Linked DNA regions of Bicyclus anynana: region 2 is linked to region 1. Evidence: chromatin contacts called from public Hi-C data. All regions are on one chromosome and are shown on one strand. The core of a region is the stretch at or near the end of the contact, and the rest is flanking DNA. Distances in the headings are between cores, read along the strand shown.

The links. A called contact is a pair of places that touch in the nucleus more often than the background predicts.
Region 2: a Hi-C map of whole larva shows a contact between it and region 1, with 5 times the contacts expected there. The contact joins the enhancer-like site here to the promoter of LOC112053588 in region 1. A contact is called at or near these places in 2 of 2 Hi-C or Micro-C datasets (whole body and whole larva).

What each region holds. Positions count from the first base shown.
Region 1 is chr18:9,662,493-9,665,988 of ilBicAnyn1.1, reverse strand. LOC112053588 (testis-expressed protein 9) reads left to right here and starts at 1,949. Exons shown (of 6, transcript XM_024093053.2): 1 at 1,949-2,224. The coding sequence starts at 2,120. LOC112053574 (protein FAM214A) reads right to left here and starts at 1,311. Exons shown (of 13, transcript XM_052887132.1): 1 at 1,086-1,311.
Region 2 is chr18:9,708,156-9,711,651 of ilBicAnyn1.1, reverse strand. It overlaps LOC112053574 (protein FAM214A), which reads right to left. Exons shown (of 13, transcript XM_052887132.1): 2 at 3,192-3,326; 3 at 2,124-2,234; 4 at 1,724-1,860; 5 at 903-1,031; 6 at 405-626. The coding sequence starts at 3,326. Among protein-coding and RNA genes, the nearest start is that of LOC112053499, 38 kb to the left of the region's middle. Within about 2 kb of position 1,796, at least 8 of the 8 cell types and tissues checked have open chromatin away from gene starts, as enhancers often do.

The DNA of each region.
Region 1 (3,496 bases), core at 700-3,199:
AAATCACAAATACAAATCCGGTACCGTTGCGGGTACTGGAACGCACGGGACCCTCCTGATCGAATGAGTTGAAGTTTACATTTCATGTTAGTCAAGTAGAATAAAACAGTTTTCCTTCATTTAAAATAGTATATATTTCCCTACAGCAGTACAACGTTTATTTTCCGTCATATTATTTGTTTACGATCAAATTAGCGATATAAAAACGCCATTTTCCATTTAGTTTTTCAATACACGTGTAATATTATTAGGCGCGAGGCCATATGCAAGCTTTGCCTACGTACGTGCCACGACCGTAACACATAACGAATTCATAATTAAAACTAATCAGGTGTCTAGTTGGCATATAATGCGCAATAACATTGCCAAACACTTAATTGGTTTATCAATTCATCGACAAAATTATCGATATTTTTCCGTCACTACTGAAATTCTACACAGTTACAGTAATATTCACGATTACACATTAATCGAATAGTATATCGATATAAATACAGGAGCAGCACTATTACAACTCGAAAAGGGCATTCGAATTTTAAATTAACAAAAAGTAACTTTTCGACTCAACCACACGTATAACTAGGGTTCAAAATAGCGTGTCTATATGGCTTTAATAAAGCAAAACAGCTGTATATCTTACAATAGCAGACCGACCCGTTAGGTCTACAAAAAAAAGGATCTTGTTCTTGGGACCTGTATTTTATGGTCTGTGACTGCATTAAAAAAACAGTTCATCTACCTGCAATGTTGGTTTCACAATCAGCTGATTTTCAACAGCTAAAAATTTTAGAACTTATAATTTTTTTATACACTTAATCACTAGGCAGTTATGGTAATTAAAAATCAAGCCCCCTTCAAATGAAAATTGAATGGTTTAAGCAAGAGATTGCTTTTAAAATGGGTACCGTCTTAAAATGGTTGCATTATACCTTTAGCACACTCGTGAAACTTGTCAAATTAACTTTCTAAAATACAGGAAAGATTTAATTAAAGCGCCAATGTCTAACTCAAACTTATTTAACTTAGTAAAAATCCTAGCATATGTTGGAAGAACTTCTCTCAAAATAGTATAACAAAGGGATTACCTTTTTAGAAGCAAGCGATTCTGTCCAATCTCGACACAAAAAAAAACTAGCGCTATAATATAACACTCCGATAGTCGTGTCTTTTTCTCTTTAAATACATTATTGCACTCTACAAAATGTCCGGATGCGTGAAACGCAGTCCAAATGTGTTATTTTATAACAATAACTATTACAGTTAACGCGACGCGAGCGTCCGTACACCGCCCGCTTCAAACAAGAACTAAAAAAAAAATGTCAGCTTCGGGCTCAGCTGGGCCAAGTACGTTCTCATTGGTAAATCGATTAATAACATCGAAATTGAACACCGAACTTTATATCTATCCCACTCTATAGTAACACCTCTCGCTTACACGGAAACAAAGAATTTCATTTTTAAGCAAATTTCAATGGCTTTTCTTTAATGAAATGGCAGAATCATAACTTTTAGCTAGAAATTCAATTATTTTGTTAGATTTCAAGCGAAAATATAGCAAGGATTCGTCAAATCAGATCATATGGAAGACAAAGCAATATGTCAACATCCTACGTCGATTTATTGACATTTGCTCAGATGAAGTAGTTCTGATTGGCTCGCGCACAGCTGTTTTTGACGCGAGTTTCATGTGTACCATTAGTTTATAGCTCTTTACAGAGATGGCAGTAGTTACTCATCAACAACAACAAAGCCAAAACAATTTCCAGTCGTAGCTCATTCTAGTTTTATTTATTTTATAGTATAACGTTTAATTTTCATACAAATTGCTACCTATCATTTGATTCTAAGGAACAAATATAAAAGGTTTTTCTACTGACTCAACATTATATACAGTGTTGGTAGTTGTTATGACTCACAGCTGTTGTTGTCATGGCAACGGAGTTTGTTTGACACTAAAGAATGACAATCAATGGCCGAGTTTATACTTCTTTCAATAATAAAAGTTCATTTTTAAGATTACTTTGATTAAATGGCCAAAATTCTTACACATCAAGTGTAAAGTATTATATCACGTTATTACTTAACTTTAAATCAAGGACAAAGCTCCATTTGCTGTAAAATGGATTCCGAAGATCTCTTAGCTCGTGAAAATGAATTCAAAAAACTCAATAAACAATTAGAAAAGAAAACAGAAAGCTTAATGAAAGAAATTGAAAATGTTATGGTATGTTTCTACAATATGGATATGTTTTACTTATTTTTCATCTAACCTATCTGTAATTATAATATCACTGTGAAGATCACTTGTTATTTTAATTAATTTCGTACATTTTATTGGACCTATGAGGTTTCTGTACCCAAATTACTATGGAACAACCAAGTAAATCCTGCTTCTGACAAGACAAATATCTTGGCATTCTATGGATTCCCCATGCAGGAGGCTTGGCTCGGTGTAAAGAAATTCCATTATGACATGTTAACACTCACCTTCGTTACTCGTATTTTCTCCCTGCCCAGCTGTGGGATGCACTTCGTAGATGCAAGAATACTGTCTATCCTGAAGAATCATGAACCAGTATTGCAGAAAGAATTTTTCTATTTTGTACCATTATAGCATATAAAGTCTTACCTAGTCAAGTTCCCTAGTTAGTTAGGTCTAGTGCTTGCTATTAATACCTAGCTAAATTTTATACTTATTATAAACACGAATGGGGGCAACTGGGCAAAATCTGCAAGGGATAGAGAATTGTGGAAAAGTTTGGAGGAGGCCTTTGTCCTAGGCAGAGGCGGATTATCCATAAGGCAAACTAGGCACGTGCCTAGGGGCGTGTAGACAAAAGGGGCGCGCGAGCTCAGAATTTTAAATAAATGAAGAAAGTAACATATCGACTATTAAGAACTAAATGCTGATTTATACTCTAAATCTCTAGTGATATATTCATAACACACCATCATCAGTCAACACACATAAGGCCTATTTCCCAGAACAGAGAGGAATCATGAATTCCAATGTTCGCTCTGTCGTCACTCTTGATTTATTCACAAAACATCATATTTAATTTGCGCATTAGAGTAAGTACATCCTGGTCTACTAAGATCATTGTAAGATTGTGATGGCCATTTATGGCCGGTACAGGGGCGCCGCTAAAGTTGATTGCCTAGGGCGCTCTGGACCTTAATCCGCCACTGGTCCTGGGGCACAATCAGACAAACTCTGAGTAAATAATATTATTATTATATATTTTTTTTATTATTATATTATTATTATGAACATGAAAGCCAGTTTATTATGCTTTCACAGCTAAACTACTAGACTGATTTTAAAACCATTTCACCAATGGGAAGCCACATTCATTGAGCAACATTGGTTTATAACTATTATCTTTATAATGGTCTCCACGATACAGATCAATCTAGTGTGGAGACCACAGGCAATGTTATGGTTTTTTGTATATTTTTTTGGTCAATAAAGATTTTTTTTTTTTTTTACTATAGG
Region 2 (3,496 bases), core at 547-3,046, 46 kb before region 1:
AACCAATCTCATACTTTTTAAAAAGTAACAGATCCAACTGAATGTTTTAAAACAAATCATCACTCAACCCTGTGAAAGATTTTTGTAGGTTTTGGAGACAATACTGTTATACTTCTGTACTTAATTAACCAACTCTACTGTCTCGTTGCTTAGCCTGTAGTTCTGGATTGGGCAGTGAACTTTTTGTTAACACGTTGGAAAATTAGTGGTGTTATACTCTCGTGCTTCGGAGACCATGTTAAGCCGTCTATCCGAGTCAGCATGTCAGTCTTTGACATCTAATAATGATCGCTAAAAGTTTAAACCCTCATTGGAACAGCAAGCTTAGGCCCTCCAAATGCCCTTTCCAACAAGGAGGGAAACCTAACCCTGTAGTCAGCCATTGAAATAAGCTATTAACTCACCTGGGCAGACTCTGCAGTAGCACCTTGAGCAGTACGTTGTCACCGATGTCCGCGACGGGGAACTGGTGGTCGGTGGGGGGGCGGGCGAACTCTGCCGCGTGGTAGCTCTCGCCGGGCAGCTTGATGTGGTACAGCACGTTGAGCCGCCGCCCGCCCAGCTCCGCCGAGTCGCAGTTCGCCTCCACCTTCTTGAAGTTGCACGTCTCGCGGCTCAGTTTCCGCCTAGAAAACGGAATTTGTGAGCATAAGCAAATGACGCCATGTTTCAATAATACAGGTAGATATTTTTTGCAGTGCGCAAATTTCTTTAGGTGCTTCTTTGATACGAACATCTTAGCAATCCGTGGATTCACCGTGCCGGGTCCCTCGCGTAGCAGAGAAAAAACTCACGTACCTACTTCTACGGCAGACTAACCACATATACATTTTTAGTTAGTTCATTTGTTATGTTATGTTCGTTAGTAGAATATATTTTCAGTAACAGTCTGTACTTGGTACCTCCTGTCAGCAGGTTTGTCATCGGTGTGGATGATGGCGCGCCAAGCTGATAGTTGGGAGAAGTGGAGCTGGGAACGAACTGCATTCAGCAGCCAATGGGGACTGATCGCGGCTGGGCTGTCGTGGTTTCTGGAAATGAAAAAAAAATATTATTTTGCCTATTTTTTTTTATCTCATTCATCTTCAATTTGACGGAAAATCAGTTAAGAATATATACAACAACAATCGAGCGGGCTCCAACTCATGACCTTCCTGTATATACAGCGAAGGCTGACATATTTATTTTACAAGCAACGGTAATATGACCATTCAAATTACAGACTCTACACTTCAGGTTGATAGCGGGGCAGCGGATTGAACACTGCGAAGTTGCGTACAGTAATAAACACAGGTGTTCCAAGACATCAGTTGCTAATGAATAAAGTATGCACTACTGAATAAAGTACTAGCTCCTTTCGCTCCTTTTTGTCGTGATACCCTTATACCACGCGGACGAGGACGCGTTGAAGCAGTTAACCTGGTTACTATCAGGCGAAAAGCACTTGCATATATGTATAACGAATACATATATGCAAGTGCTTTTCGCCTGATAGTAAGCAATGATGCAGCTTGAGGTGGAACACACTAACCTAGAATCTTGACTTGAAGATACATATACTGTATGTGGTACGAAAAACAGAAGCTACTAGGGCATTTAATATCAGGTATGACGAACCAGACCAAACCGCTCAGTACGTGTCCAAAGGATATCGACTCTGAAGCGGTGTAGACCTCTGAAATGTGTATAGCTAACTTGGTGGGTTGCAATAAACAAAGCTCACTTGTTGGCGATGGGGCGCACGGTCCAGCGCTCGAGCAGAAGAGCCTTCTGCTGCGTATGCAACTTGTCGTACACAGCGTCCTCCTCCACGCGGCTCAGCGACGCGTAGCACTCGGGGCAGTCGGGCGCCAACAGCACCTGCGAAAAAATTATCACCTTCATGGACAATGCCGAACAAACGACTATTTGGTATAAGTTCTTAAGTACGCCCAGAATCTACTCAGTACTCGTCAGAATTAAACTTAGTTCTAAAAATACCATCACCAGTAATCAAAGTCAATAATATGTTTTATCAACATTACAACTCTTATTTAAAAATTTTGAACTACAAACCCGTGTAAGTTTCCTAAAGGCATGCTCTACTATTTGTAGTGGTCAATAGTGAATGAATATAAAAGTACCTCAATGCAAATCGGTATCTGTTCGTTCCACAAAGCCTGCACATGGTTGTTGAGCTGCGCTTCAAGTCCTGGCTTAATCTCGTCCGACTTTGGCTTGGGTTGGGTGTTCACCTGGAATTAAAGAAATATTTTTATTAACCTATTATTTCATCTCTATAACCTTATAATTTCTTCATCAAACTCTACTGAAGATTTTTGTTTGGGCCTATGACCATCCGTCCTTTGTGTGAAGGTGCTACCTGCAGATGCCCCAATGTGCCTCGCCAATGTGGTGTGGGAGGGTGGTACCTGCTGGCTGCTGGAGAGGCGCTGCTCCTGACGGCGATGGGAGGGTCTGGAGCTGCGTGCGCGTACGATCAGACACCCCAACTGCAGTAGCAGTCCCGTGCCTCGCTAATGTGGTGTGTGAGGGTGGTACCTGCTGACTGCTGGAAAGGCGCTGCTCCTGGCGGCGCTGGGAGAGGCTGGAATTGCGCGCGTGTACGATCAGACGCCCCAGCTCTAGCAGCAGCCCCGTGTCTCGCTACTGTGGTGACTGAGGGTGGTACCTGCTGGCTGCTGGAGGGGTGCTGCTCCTGGCGGCGCTGGGAGGGGCTGGAACTGCGCGCGTGTACGATCAGACGCCCCAGCTCTAGCAGCAGCCCCGTGTCTCGCTACTGTGGTGACTGAGGGTGGTACCTGCTGGCTGCTGGAGGGGCGCTGCTCCTGGCGGCGCTGGGAGGGGCTGGAACTGCGCGCGTGTACGATCAGACGACTCAGCTCTAGCAGCAGTCCCGTGCCTCGCTACTGTGGTGACTGAGGGTGGTACCTGCTGGCTGCTGGAGGGGCGCTGCTCCTGGCGGCGCTGGGAGGGGCTGGAGCTGCGCGCGTGTACGACCAGACGCCTCAGCTGTAGCAGCAGCCCCGTGCCTCGCTACTGTGGTGACTGAGCGTGGTACCTGCTGGCTGCTGGAGGGGCGCTGCTCCTGGCGGCGCTGGGAGGGGCTGGAACTGCGCGCGTGTACGATCAGACGCCTCAGTTCTAGCAGCAGCCCCGTGTCTCGCTACTGTGGTGTCTGAGAGTGGTACCTGCTGGCTGCTGGAGGGGCGCTGCTCCTGGCGGCGCTGGGAGGGGCTGGCGCTGCGCGCGCGCACAATCAGACGCCCCAACTGCAGCAGCAGTCCCGTGCCGGTCGCCGGAGGCGGCGCCTCGCTACTGTGCATCTGTGAATAATACACCACGTCACGTCAATATAACAAGAATACTTTGAAACAGAATTGTAAGCACAAAATGAAAAAATCACCTCAAAATAAGCAAAAAATCACCCATGCTACGAATGTGTATAACAGTACTACAATGGGCGGAAGTCGAATCCCAGAGCCAAGAGCTGCTT